Regions from separate parts of the Gossypium hirsutum genome. Here region 2 is linked to region 1. A link is a contact called in public Hi-C data. All regions are on one chromosome and are shown on one strand. The core of a region is the stretch at or near the end of the contact, and the rest is flanking DNA. Distances in the headings are between cores, read along the strand shown. Region 1 has its middle 18 kb from the start of LOC107921793. Region 2 holds the start of LOC107919767 (phosphatidylinositol-3-phosphatase myotubularin-1).

Region 1 (6,495 bases), core at 2,995-5,494:
CAAAATCTTGTTGACCAGCAACTCTCTATTTTCCTTCACTTTTTGGTGGTCAATCCCTTTATTTCCTAAGCATTACACGGATTCAAGAAGAGAGACTATGGTAAGTATTCGTACTCCAAAACGATTTCTATAGTAACTGTTGACAAAAGCCGAAACCCCTATAGTTTAGGGAGGTGACCGAATGTGGGTATAGGCCTGATTGGGTTCTTCTTTTAATCTTTTTATGGTTTGTATAGTGGAGGAGCAACAAGGCGTAGGGTCGACTTGGATTAGCTTGAATCATCGGAGTGACTAAATCTAATCATCAACTTCGGCAAAGGTATGGGTTCTAAGGCCATTATGGATGGTGGCCGAATATGTAAGTGTTGATAATAGGTAGTCTTCGATTTGGTTTAATTATTAACATGATCTAATCTACAAGCGGTTGATTATAGGAGAAATTGCATAGGAAATCTCGTCAAGGAATATCGCAAATCAGGTGTTGAACGAACTTTCTTTCGTAACTTAAATCGATAAATGCCGAAAAGCCGGAATACCGAAATTCTGGCATTTCGAGGACTTGTGAGCAAGTGAACGCTCATTGGTTAGTTAGATTCACTAAGTTGATGATCGAGATCGTTGGAACAGGTAAGAGCACGATTTTTGGCATCACGGTAAGTTGGGCCTCGAGGGGCTGAAATAGGGCCCAATGGGTTTCCGGGCCCATTTGGGTAAATTTGGGAGAAAAAGGAATTCTGTTAAATTGTGCGTTAAGACTGCTATTACCGTTGAGGAATATAGGCTAAATGGGCCTAGATGACTAATTCGGCTATGTAGAGCCCATTAGGGGTTTTTAGCCCAATAGCTCGGTTTCGCTAAAAATGGGTCAGAATCGCTGTTTAAGCACATGAATTGTTAGTAATTGATAATGAACATGGAAAATCCCTAATATTTGGTAAAATTATGAAATTGCCCTTATATTATGAAAATGACTGTTTTGCCCCTAAGTAAAAATGACCATTATACCCTTAGGGTTTAATTATAAATTTGGTACATGGGTTTTGATATACATGATTGATATGATATGCACATGATATGTATGATATGCACATGATATGTATGATATGCACATGATGTATTCATAATGCATTGGGTTGGGTTTATATGGATGGAGGAAGTGCAAAAAGGGCTTTTGCCCCAGTTTATTAAAAGGGCTTTTGCCCCAGTTTATCAAAAGGGCTTTACCCCAGTTATTAAAAGAGGCTAGGCCTCCAGTTATATGATAAAGCAGCTATGCTGCCAGTGGAGAGTTTTGGTTGGGTGGGTTGAGTTATTCCCCACACGGAGAGCTTGGTTGGTACGGTGGAGAGTAGCGGATGGTGGGTCGAGTAGTCTCCCCAAGTGGGCTTGCATTCTTTCATTGACATTACATGTGATATTGAAATGGGCCTATGGGCCATACCGTTTACAATAAAGGCTTCGGCCCAATAATATAAAATATGAAAAGACTTCGGCCCAGTGTTATGAAATATGAAATATGAAAAGGCTTCGGCCCAGTATATGCTGAGATGGAATTTGGGCTTAGGCCAATAGGCTGATATTGTTTTGGGCTCTGAAATGGGCTTGTTGCACACTAAGTTTCCAAACTCACCCCCTTTCCTTAACCTTGCAGGTGGGCCTTGATATGGGGACTTGAAGCCGGAGGGAATTCAGAGTGGCCACGGTGATCGCTTTTAGGCTTTTAAAATAAATGACTGGTTTCTTTAGGTTACTTCACTTATTATTTATTTTTGGATTGTAATAAGGCCATTTTAACTTTATTTTTTCTGGGTTTATTTTATTTATTTTTCTTTTTATAACTTTAAACGGGTTGATAATAATTCAAATGGGCTAGACTTAGGACGCGTTTTTAAAACGATACTTGTTTTCAAAATAACACGACGTCACGACTAATTGATTTATCAAAGAAATTTCAACTCGTTGTAACTAAGTGTGGCAATGGTTGTGGGCATGTCTAGGATTGGATCCAATCGAAGAGCTTGGTACTTAAGCAGCCTTCATGGCTCATCTCATTTGTTACGGATTCCTACCTGGTGCCCAGCTTCCATTCACTTTGTTAGCTCAACGAAAGTCGGTTTATAAAACACTAAAATGAAGCATGGATTTTTAACTTCAATGTGGCACGTCAGATTCGGCCATAACGTCTGGGCCGGGTTTGGGGTGTTACAAATGGTCAAACAATAATGTTATATATGATGGTCTAGAAGTGCCATTTCTTTATGTGCTCAATGCACTCATTGTATTGGTCATAGTGAATGATACAAAATATCATGCTTTATAAAGTTATTGGCGACATCTAAAGCATGAGAATACAATTGAATTTTATTGCTATATTGATACGCATCAACAAAATTTGTTGTATATGTTGATGATTTATTATTTATAAATAATATTGAATGACTCAATATTGAGTTATAAAATGATGTTCAAATAAGGTGAGCAAAATATGCATTGTTGTAACACCTAGGGGTGAGCAAAACTCGATTCGACTCGAAAAAATCGAAAAAATTCAAATTTCGAGTTAAATGAATCGAGTTATTCGAGTCAACTTGAATTTTTTTCGAATTTCGAGTTCGAATCGAGTAGAGTTTTCGAATTTGAATAACTCAAATAATTCGAATAATTTGAATATCAAACTATAATATTTTACATTTTTACCCCCAACTCTCAAACCTTTTTACTTTTCCCTCAAAACTTTTATTCCTCCTCACTTTCTCCCCGGAAATTTTACTCCCCTACCATCCCAACCCTCCAACCTACTCAAAATCCATTTCCCACCAAAATTTTACTCTCTCATTTACTTTTTCTCAAACTTTTACTTCCAAAAACTTCAAAACTTTTTATTTTCCCCCAAAATTTTTACTCCCTCCCATTTTCTCCCTAAAACTTTTACTCCCTTCCCATTCCACCTCCCATCTACCCCAAACCCTCCCCCCCAATTTTTTTTTAATATTTTCTCTCCAAAATTTTACTCCTCCTATTTACTTTCCCTCAAACTTTTATTCCTCCAAAACTTTTTAATTTTCCCCTAAACTTTTACTTCTCACCCTACTCTCAAATAAAAAATCAAAATTATCCAAAAAAAATCACTAAACATAAATAGTAATAATTTTATTTATATCTACTATTTATATTATTAAGTTAAATTTCACATTTTATATTATTTATATTATTAAATTATTTAGTCATATTGATTATTTATATTAAAATTGAATTATTAATTATGTCATAAAATATTCGTGTTAAAATTTTATATTAGTATCAATTTCACATTTTATCTTTAAAATAACTTTTATTAAAAAAAATCACATTTTTACATTTAATATATTTTTTAATTTCAAAATACATAATGACAAGAATCTGAAGATAATTGAAACAACTAAGCAAGCAAATAAGTTAACCCGTATATAAAAGTTTAATAAATAAATTATGAGATGATGGAAGTGAATAAAAATTTGATTAAGGTGGATAAATTTTATTACAATGGGTGACAGTGGTTACAAAGACCCAAAATTATTTTTTAAAATTTAACTCGAACAAATATATTCGATTCGATTCGATTTGAATTCCATCTCAGTTAACTCGAAATTTTTTCATTCGATTCGATTCGATTCGATCAAACGCTCACCCTTAGTAACACCCCTCACCCAATGCAAAAAATAATCGAGAATTTAATTAGGCACTCCCTACCGCTACACTTGAGAAGTTAATTTTCAACATTGGATTGTATTGTTTTAAAGATCTTAAGTGATGCTTAATTGAGGGAGAGTAATTTGCATTATATTTTTTATTTTAAGGTTATGACAAGTTGTGTTTTAAAAGATTATGTAATCTTTTTTCTTTCACTAGGTTTTTGTCCTATAAGGTTTTTCTTATTAAAGTTTTTAATGAGACATATCTTTTACAATGAAGTAGATATTCAAGCTTTCATCTTCCTTTTTTAACTTATTATATTTATGTATTAGAAAATAAGAAGTCTAATCTCTTTATACTACTTATAATAATGATAGAAAATAAAGAAATGCAAATTTTTTTTGCATTATTATTACTATTTTATAACACCTAAAAAATTGTAAAACTATTTATAAAAATAATATATTAAAATAAGAAATTTGTAAAACAATAAATAAAGAATGGTAGCCACCCTTATTATCAGTGATAGCGGATTTTAATGTGTGTGTATATTTTCTTTCTCACTCTTTCCAGCTGCCGTCCAGGTCTTCAGCCCTCTCTCTAAAAAGAGCTCCAAAAAGTAGAGTAATTAAAAAGTGTCATTTTCTAGTTTTGTAACTCAACTGAGCAGCTCCAGTAATCAGGTGCGGGGCAGAGGTACACTTCCGGTGGGTTGAGATAGTATTCTACTTGGGGAAAAAAAGCTTCAAAATGTGGAGATCTGCGTGAAGAAGAAAGCTAGGGTTTTGTTTTGCTTTGGAAACTTTGGATGATTTTGAATGTAAAAAGAAGCAAGATCTGAGCTTCATGAACCCCTTCTGAGTAAAAGGTTGTTCCCCGTATTTTTTGGATGTTGATTTTAACTTAAGTTGAAAGGAGTCTGGTGGAGAAAGGGGGTGGGGGTGGGTAAGTTCTCTTTTTCCTTAGAAATTATGGCTGTTGCACGACCCCTGAATATACTTTAATAACAAGGGCTAGGTGTATTTTCCATTTCAACCGCACTTTTCTTCGGTTTTCTTTAGAGAACGAACAACTTTTCTTTTTTAAATATTGGAAGAATGAGACTCTCTTCATCAGGGTTTAATCAGCAAACTGAGGAAGGTAACTGTTTTTAGCTTTTAATTTTTTTTTCTTTTAGTATTTTTCTTGAAGTAAAAAGCTGCGCTAAGTTATAATTTTTTCGAAATTATAAAGTAGTGAAAGATTTTTGTACAGGGGAGAAGAAATGTTTGAATTCTGAACTTTGGCATGCATGTGCGGGTCCTCTGGTGTCCCTGCCGCCTGTTGGAAGCCGTGTTGTATATTTTCCCCAAGGTCATAGTGAACAGGTAACTGTACCTGCCTTATTTCCCATGCTTTCTGTCAGATTTGGTTCTATTTCTCCATTTCTGCTCAAGAAAAGAGTTCAATAAGCTTAAGTTTTAGGGAGAACTTAGAATTTTAAGATGCTTTGTAAGGATGTCGGAACTTTTTTGGCTACATGTAGTAATAGAACTTCCTTGAACCAGCCATTTCAGTATCGCTGAATATCTTCATTATAGTCTACTTGTTGATGCATGAAGTGGTGAGTGAACTGCTGAAGCTCCTAAAAGATTAGAACACTCTATGAGGAACTGTATGCTTCGTTTCTAATATTTCTGCGAGCTTTTGGTGTTTATGACTCCCTCTGCAGGTTGCTGCTTCAACCAACAAGGAAGTAGATGCTCACATACCGAACTATCCTAGCTTACCCCCTCAGCTTATCTGTCAGCTTCACAATGTGACCATGCATGTAAGTTAAATGCTCAGTTAACCACTTTCTGTTTATGGAATGTTTAGTTGGTTGCTTACAAAGTCATTTATTCAAATACAGGCAGATGTAGAAACAGATGAAGTGTATGCTCAAATGACCTTGCAGCCACTGAGCCCGGTATGGGAACTTGACCTTGTTTCAAGGTTTTGTGCTTGATAGTCTTTTAATTTGGCACTTCTTGACGTGAAAGCATTATTGTAGCAAGAGCAAAAGAATGTGTTCCTCCTGCCTGCTGAACCGGGTACTCCCAGTAAACAACCAACCAATTATTTTTGCAAAACACTGACGGCAAGTGACACAAGCACTCATGGAGGATTTTCTGTGCCTCGTCGAGCTGCTGAAAAAGTCTTTCCTCCTCTTGTATGTTTTAGTAGGTTACAAGCAATTCAGTTCACTAGCATCTGGTTTTAATTGAATTAGTTTAAGTGGTTATTTTTCTTTCTCTATCTTTTAATTCTGTTGTGCCTTCAGGATTACTCCCTGCAACCTCCAGCTCAAGAGTTAGTTGCCAGGGATCTTCATGAAAATGAATGGAAATTTAGGCATGTATTTCGCGGTGAGTGATTGAAACAACTTTGTTCAATACTGTGTTCCACAATAATTTTAAGAGAAATTTCAAATTATCATGATTTTATAGTATTATTTGTCATTACGCTTCAGTTAGTGTTGTATTTTACCTGTACCCAGTTCATCTACTCTTGAATAAGTTATTGGTTTCATTTTGAAGGTGCTGTAACATTTCTTTAACCTTGGGTCTTTTATGTGATTGTTTCTGAAAGTTATGAAGATGACCTCAGATATATCCTTGCTATATTCTGCATCAGTTATTGGTTTGATTATATTGGGGCTAAGAATCTCTGATGCTGAGGTTCAGATAATTTTTAGAGCATGGCTAATATGCAAATCTTACAAAAAGAAGTCAAGTTATTTACCATGGATGAAAAATAATATACTGAAATAGGATTTTTTTTAATAAGATATTAGAGTTAATG
Region 2 (5,541 bases), core at 1,214-3,713, 330 kb before region 1:
TTCACGTAGCTTCTAATTACAGACACTTGACCACTTATATAAAATAAACAACGAATAAGTATGTTCGTCCAAAATTTAAAATACTGAAAACATGTTTTTTAAACAATTAAGACGTTAAAACATAGCATACCTATGATTTGAAGGAGACGGCGAGTTGGAGATCTATCAATTTGGCGAGGAGCTGATTGATTCTTCACTACCTACACAAATCACCATCAATGCAAAATACATTAAATCAATCCACCTAGACGATTTTTAGATTTAATATGGGCATTCAACAGTTAAAACAAAAAAAATGGTATTATATATAGGCACACACGTCTAAACTTAGTCTAAACTCTAAAGAATAATATAAATGCAAGTGTTAGGAACTAAAAACCTATCTATGCTATTGCATGTATTCTTTTATTATTTATTTTTTCTCTTCAGATCTCTAGGCATCTTATGGAACTAGGCAAGGGACCTATCAGCTTAGACCTTCTCAAGTATCATGAGTGAAATTGGTTATTCAAATAATAGGGTACATATAACAACATAGTCACTCTTAGATCACATCTGATCTAAAGATTGCGTAGGCCTCCAGTGAATAACCAAGGTGGCTTCTAACATTTATTTGACCTAATTCGTTTGACAATTGCACTTACTGTTCAATTATCTTGTCAAAGATGAATAAAGGTTTTCATGAAATGGCTTTTTAATCCCAATGCTTTGCACAAATCTCACTCAAAATCATTCCAACATACTTTATTTATGTAGTTTGTCATATCCACATCAATTAAGCATTCAAGTTGTTGCGATGCATTATTCCATTAGGTCTATACATTGAATTCAAAGTTCATATCTCCAAGCTTAACAACAAATTAACTTACCATTTTGTTGAATTTCTCAATTGTTGCCAGAGGAATGGTGCCTAGTGGAACAATATTTCTGGTGCCATCACTCTTTTGAAAAGAGGAAAATTAGATGAATTACATTGAAGTCGTAACAAAAATGCATAAAAAAACCTACTAAATTACTATTAATGCATGCGTATAAAAGAAATTTTTGAAATACAATGTTAATGAAGTTTTATAAAAGGAAATAGAAACAATAAGTCCCAAAGCTATGCAGCATCCCACCCATTTTTTAGTATCATCAACTCATACGAGCACTATTGTAATTCCCATCACTTCTAATACCAATGAGTTCTTTTGAAAAAGCATTTCATCTCTTCCATCTGTTCTGTCATCTTCATTTTCTTCTCAACATTAAAAGCATTATATAGAATGAGTTCATATTAAAGCTGAGTATCACATAGAGCATATTCTAGTGTGAGACTGACAGTTTTCATGCTGATACTAATGTCAAAACAGAGAGTACGGTGACACCATTTAATTTGCAATATTAAGGTTGATATCAATCTAAAGAAGTTCTTAAACAAACATAAAATTTGCCCATTTGCTTAAAAAACTGGAGAATGAACTCCATTGTTAGAATACCAAGTAACTAAGTGCATTTTCAGGAGCATAGAACTAATTTTTATAATCCCTATGGAAAAATGCCATCTATTTCAAGTTTGAAATCTCAGAATATTTGTATGTGCTATTACTCAAAAATTTCTTCATTCACCAAAAAGAGCTTAAAGTGATGCTGATGTATGTTGGCCAAATAATGCAAGACAGCAATAGTTAACCAAATACTAAATGCCATAAGGCAAATTACTTACAAGAAAGAGAAGTCGAAAGTTGGTAACGAACAAAGTTCCGGCCTCATCTCTATTAACAAGAACAACTCCATGGCCCTAAAAATAGATATTCCAAAGTGCCATTACTTTAAGATGTGCTATTGTAATATTTAAAGAAAGAAGCAGAAACTTCATTTTACAGAATTCACCTACTTATCAAGATTCTTGAAATTAACAATCTTGGAATTTCTCATTTCAATCAAATGATAATGGGTGATCTAAGTTATCTATGAATAGAATTCAAAATCCATAATTTCAAGAAAAATCGAAAGGAAATAAAAATAAAAGAAAAAAAATTCAGAAGTACCTCCTCTATAACTCGCTCAGCTTCAAGCAGAAACTCCGAATTAACATGGGAAACAGATCTTGTAACCGGCTACAGTTAAAACTTTGTTAATTACTTATTAAAAATGATAAAGTAATTTAAAAAAACAACCCTAGAATCCACAAAAAGAAAAACCTCAATTTTGGTCCATTCAAGGGCGTCCCAGCTACCAGCACCGTCCAACCTCTCGCTACCATCAGAACTGTCTCGGGAGGAGACCGATCTAGGAGGCCGAAGTGCAGCCATGTCAGTCGAGTATTGACTCCAATTCGTCCTCTGTTTTTTTTTTTTTTGAAATTTTATTAATTTTCGAAGGTTTTGAAAAATTAAGTTCGGAGAGACAAACAAATGAAAGGAAAGGATTAGTGATGTTGACCGCAAGTGTGGCGGGTTGGATTTTCCAGCTGTTCGCTACATGTACAAATGTATTAGAATATTTATCAATCCGGACAGATTGACAATTAAATGATTTTTAGGGTAGCCTTTACTTACAAACAGCTTATCATACGGTTTATCATTATATATTTTTAACATACATTAACTTCTAATGTTTAAAGTGTGTTTATTTCATAAAAATTATTGATAAAAATATTTTTTTATTTGTTTCATAAAAAGTAAATTCAGCAAGGGAAAAGAAAGCATTTTCAAATAAATTTTTCTTCTAAGTCGTTTTATGAAAAAAAATATTTTTGTAATTTTATTTTTATATAAAAATTAACTTAACTTAAATTTAATATTATAATAATTTTTATTTTTAACTTTTGAAAATATATAAAATATTAAAATTTTAATATCAAATATTACAATGTTAAATATTATTAAACATACATATTTAATTCTTTATATATAATAATATAATGAATTAATAATATAATTTATTATTTTAATGAATTATTTAATATTTAAAATTTTATTTTAATAATAATTTTTAACAATAATAATTAAGTTTAAATAATATTATTAATATATTATTGAAAAGTATTTATATTAATTTTTAATAATAAATATATATTACAATTTATAAATATTTAATAATAAATTTTTTATATTATAAAATAGGAATATTTTAATTATGTAAATATGAGTATTTGTTTAAATCATGCTTAGCTTCATTTATCTCTTCTGACTTTGATGTGTCATTATAGACTCTCATATATGTAATTTAAATTAAGTTTTAATTAGATATTAATTATTACTAAGTTTATATATGATATTAATTATTATAAAATAAATTTCAATTGTCGAAAGGAAATACTATTATAATATTTTGTAACAAATATATTTATGTTGTGTTTGTTTCACTAAGAATACCTTTTAGAGAATGATTTTAAAAATGTCAAAGAATGGAAAATATCTTACGGAGAATCATCCAAACATTAGAAAATTTAGCTTTTTCAGAAAATTGATCCATTTTCCAGAAATCATTTTTCGAAAGTTGTTTTCAGTGAAACAAACACAACCTTAATTAAAAAAAACGAAACCAATATTTTTAAGGATTTACCAGAATATCTAAGAATTTATTAAAATTTCTAAAGTTTTACAAAAATTTCTAAGGTTATACTAAAATATCTAAGGAATTACCAAAATTTTTAAGGATTTATCAAAATTTCTAAAATTGTTTTGAGTATCCCAGGCCTAATCAACTTAACATTCATTCATACCAAATTTTTAATGATTTACCAACATTTTTAAAGATTTACTTGTAACACTTCGCCCGGTGTAGTCTTAGTTGATAGTTTGTATGGGCAAATAGTTGGTTAAGTTTTAACCAAAGTATGGCTGATTTTGTGCTCTATCCGTCAATTTTGTATTTGTATTGTTTGTCGCACCATGATTGGTGGACTGTTTGGTTATTCTGATAAGTCTGTAATGTTTTGCTTGAAGGGTTCGCTTTTTGGTGAAATATAGGTCTCTAGTTTTTATGTGTTGGCGTGGTCACTGTATGTAACGGCCCGATTTTGGGCCCAGTCCGAACAGTGGTTTCGGGACCATTAATCTGAAGTCAGAGAAATTATTTTTAATATTATTTTATGTGTTGTGGCATGATTATATGAGAGTATGGAAATTTTGGTGAATTAATTTTAGCGATTTCATGCTTAATTGTGAAAAAGGACTAAATCGCATAAAGTGCAAAAGTCCTATTTTGATAGCTAAGGGTGCCAAATAGCTAGAGAACCTAAATTGGGGGTCTTTAAAGAGCAATTAGACCCTTAAAAGACAAGCTAGAAGACCATAGAGACATGAGGAGTCAAAAAGTCAAAAGATGACTAGGGTTGGTAATTGATGACATTAGTAAATTGAATATTAAAATAAAATCAAATGGGTCATATTTCTTCTCCATTTTTCCATCGAAAATAGAAGCCATTAGAAGGGTTTTTGAAGCTTGAAATTTCATCCACTTAGTCTTTCTACAAGTAAGTGATCTTGATGGTTTTTCTTGATGATTTTTGTACTTTTAGAACCCTTGTAGCATGAGCTTTCAAATAAGGGGACTATTTTGCAAAATGGTTAAAAGTATAGGGTTTTACCATGAGAGTGTTCATGTTTTTTTCTGAGATTTTATGGAAGAAAAGAATCATGATTGTGAAAAAAACAACTTTTGTGAAGTAGTTTTCATGGAAACCCTAACTAATGACCATTTTGCATAAGTTGTAAAATAGGTGATAAATGTGTGAAATAATGAGAATTATAGGCTGCCTATAGTATAAAAAGTATTCGTCTATGCTTGGTTAGTGAGAAAATGTGACAAAAATCAATTTTCAGACATAGGGGTAAAATGGTCATTTTGTGAAAGTCTAGGGGCAAAATGGTCATTTTGCCCAATTATGAATTTTCGAGTGTCTAGATTAATATGCTGATGAAATGAATGAATTTCTATCATTTTAGATCAGGAATTACAAAATTCAGGCCTAGACTGAGGAAAAGCAAAATAAGTGGACTAAGCCGAACTAGTTGCCTACATTTTGTATACCAAGGTAAGTTGTATGTAAATAATACAACTACATTGTTATTATATGTGTTTGAATTGATATAGAATAGATTGCTTGTTTGTGGAAATGATTATGTATGATGAATATTGAGATAGTAGAACCCCCGTTTGAACCTTAGGAAATAAATCGGATATTCATGCCATGATATTCGGGTTATTTGTGTGCCAGTGTAAGACATGTCTGGGACATGCATCGGCCACATTATGAGAGCTAGTGTAAGAAAATGTTTGGGACAATTGACATTGAGACGAGAGCTAGTGTAAGACATGTCTAGGACATGCATCGGCTTTGAGATGTAAGCTAGTGTAAGATATGTCTAAGACATGCATCAACTACAAGAGGTGTCACTGTAAGACCATGTCTAGGACATGGCATCGGCCACATTATGAGAGCTAGTGTAAGAAAATGTTTGGGACAATTGACATTGAGACGAGAGCTAGTGTAAGACCATGTCTGGGACATGGCGTCGGCCTCGATTTTGATAGTTAGTGTAAGACCATGTC

What was found. Hi-C and Micro-C count contacts between places; a contact is called where the count stands out from the background.
Region 2: a contact with region 1 is called in a Hi-C map of leaf, with 2.4 times the contacts expected there. The contact joins the promoter of LOC107919767 here to the enhancer-like site in region 1. A contact is called at or near these places in 10 of 34 Hi-C or Micro-C datasets (callus, leaf, petal and 1 more).

Annotation. Positions count from the first base shown.
Region 1 is chrA12:33,529,645-33,536,139 of Gossypium_hirsutum_v2.1, reverse strand. It overlaps the pseudogene LOC107933599. Among protein-coding and RNA genes, the nearest start is that of LOC107921793, 18 kb to the left of the region's middle. Within about 2 kb of position 4,244, at least 7 of the 9 cell types and tissues checked have an H3K27ac peak or open chromatin away from gene starts, as enhancers often do. A contact at or near this core is called in leaf, where this site is marked.
Region 2 is chrA12:33,858,378-33,863,918 of Gossypium_hirsutum_v2.1, reverse strand. LOC107919767 (phosphatidylinositol-3-phosphatase myotubularin-1) reads right to left here and starts at 2,463. Exons shown (of 18, transcript XM_041082351.1): 1 at 2,184-2,463; 2 at 2,031-2,099; 3 at 1,706-1,780; 4 at 870-941; 5 at 131-200. The coding sequence starts at 2,294.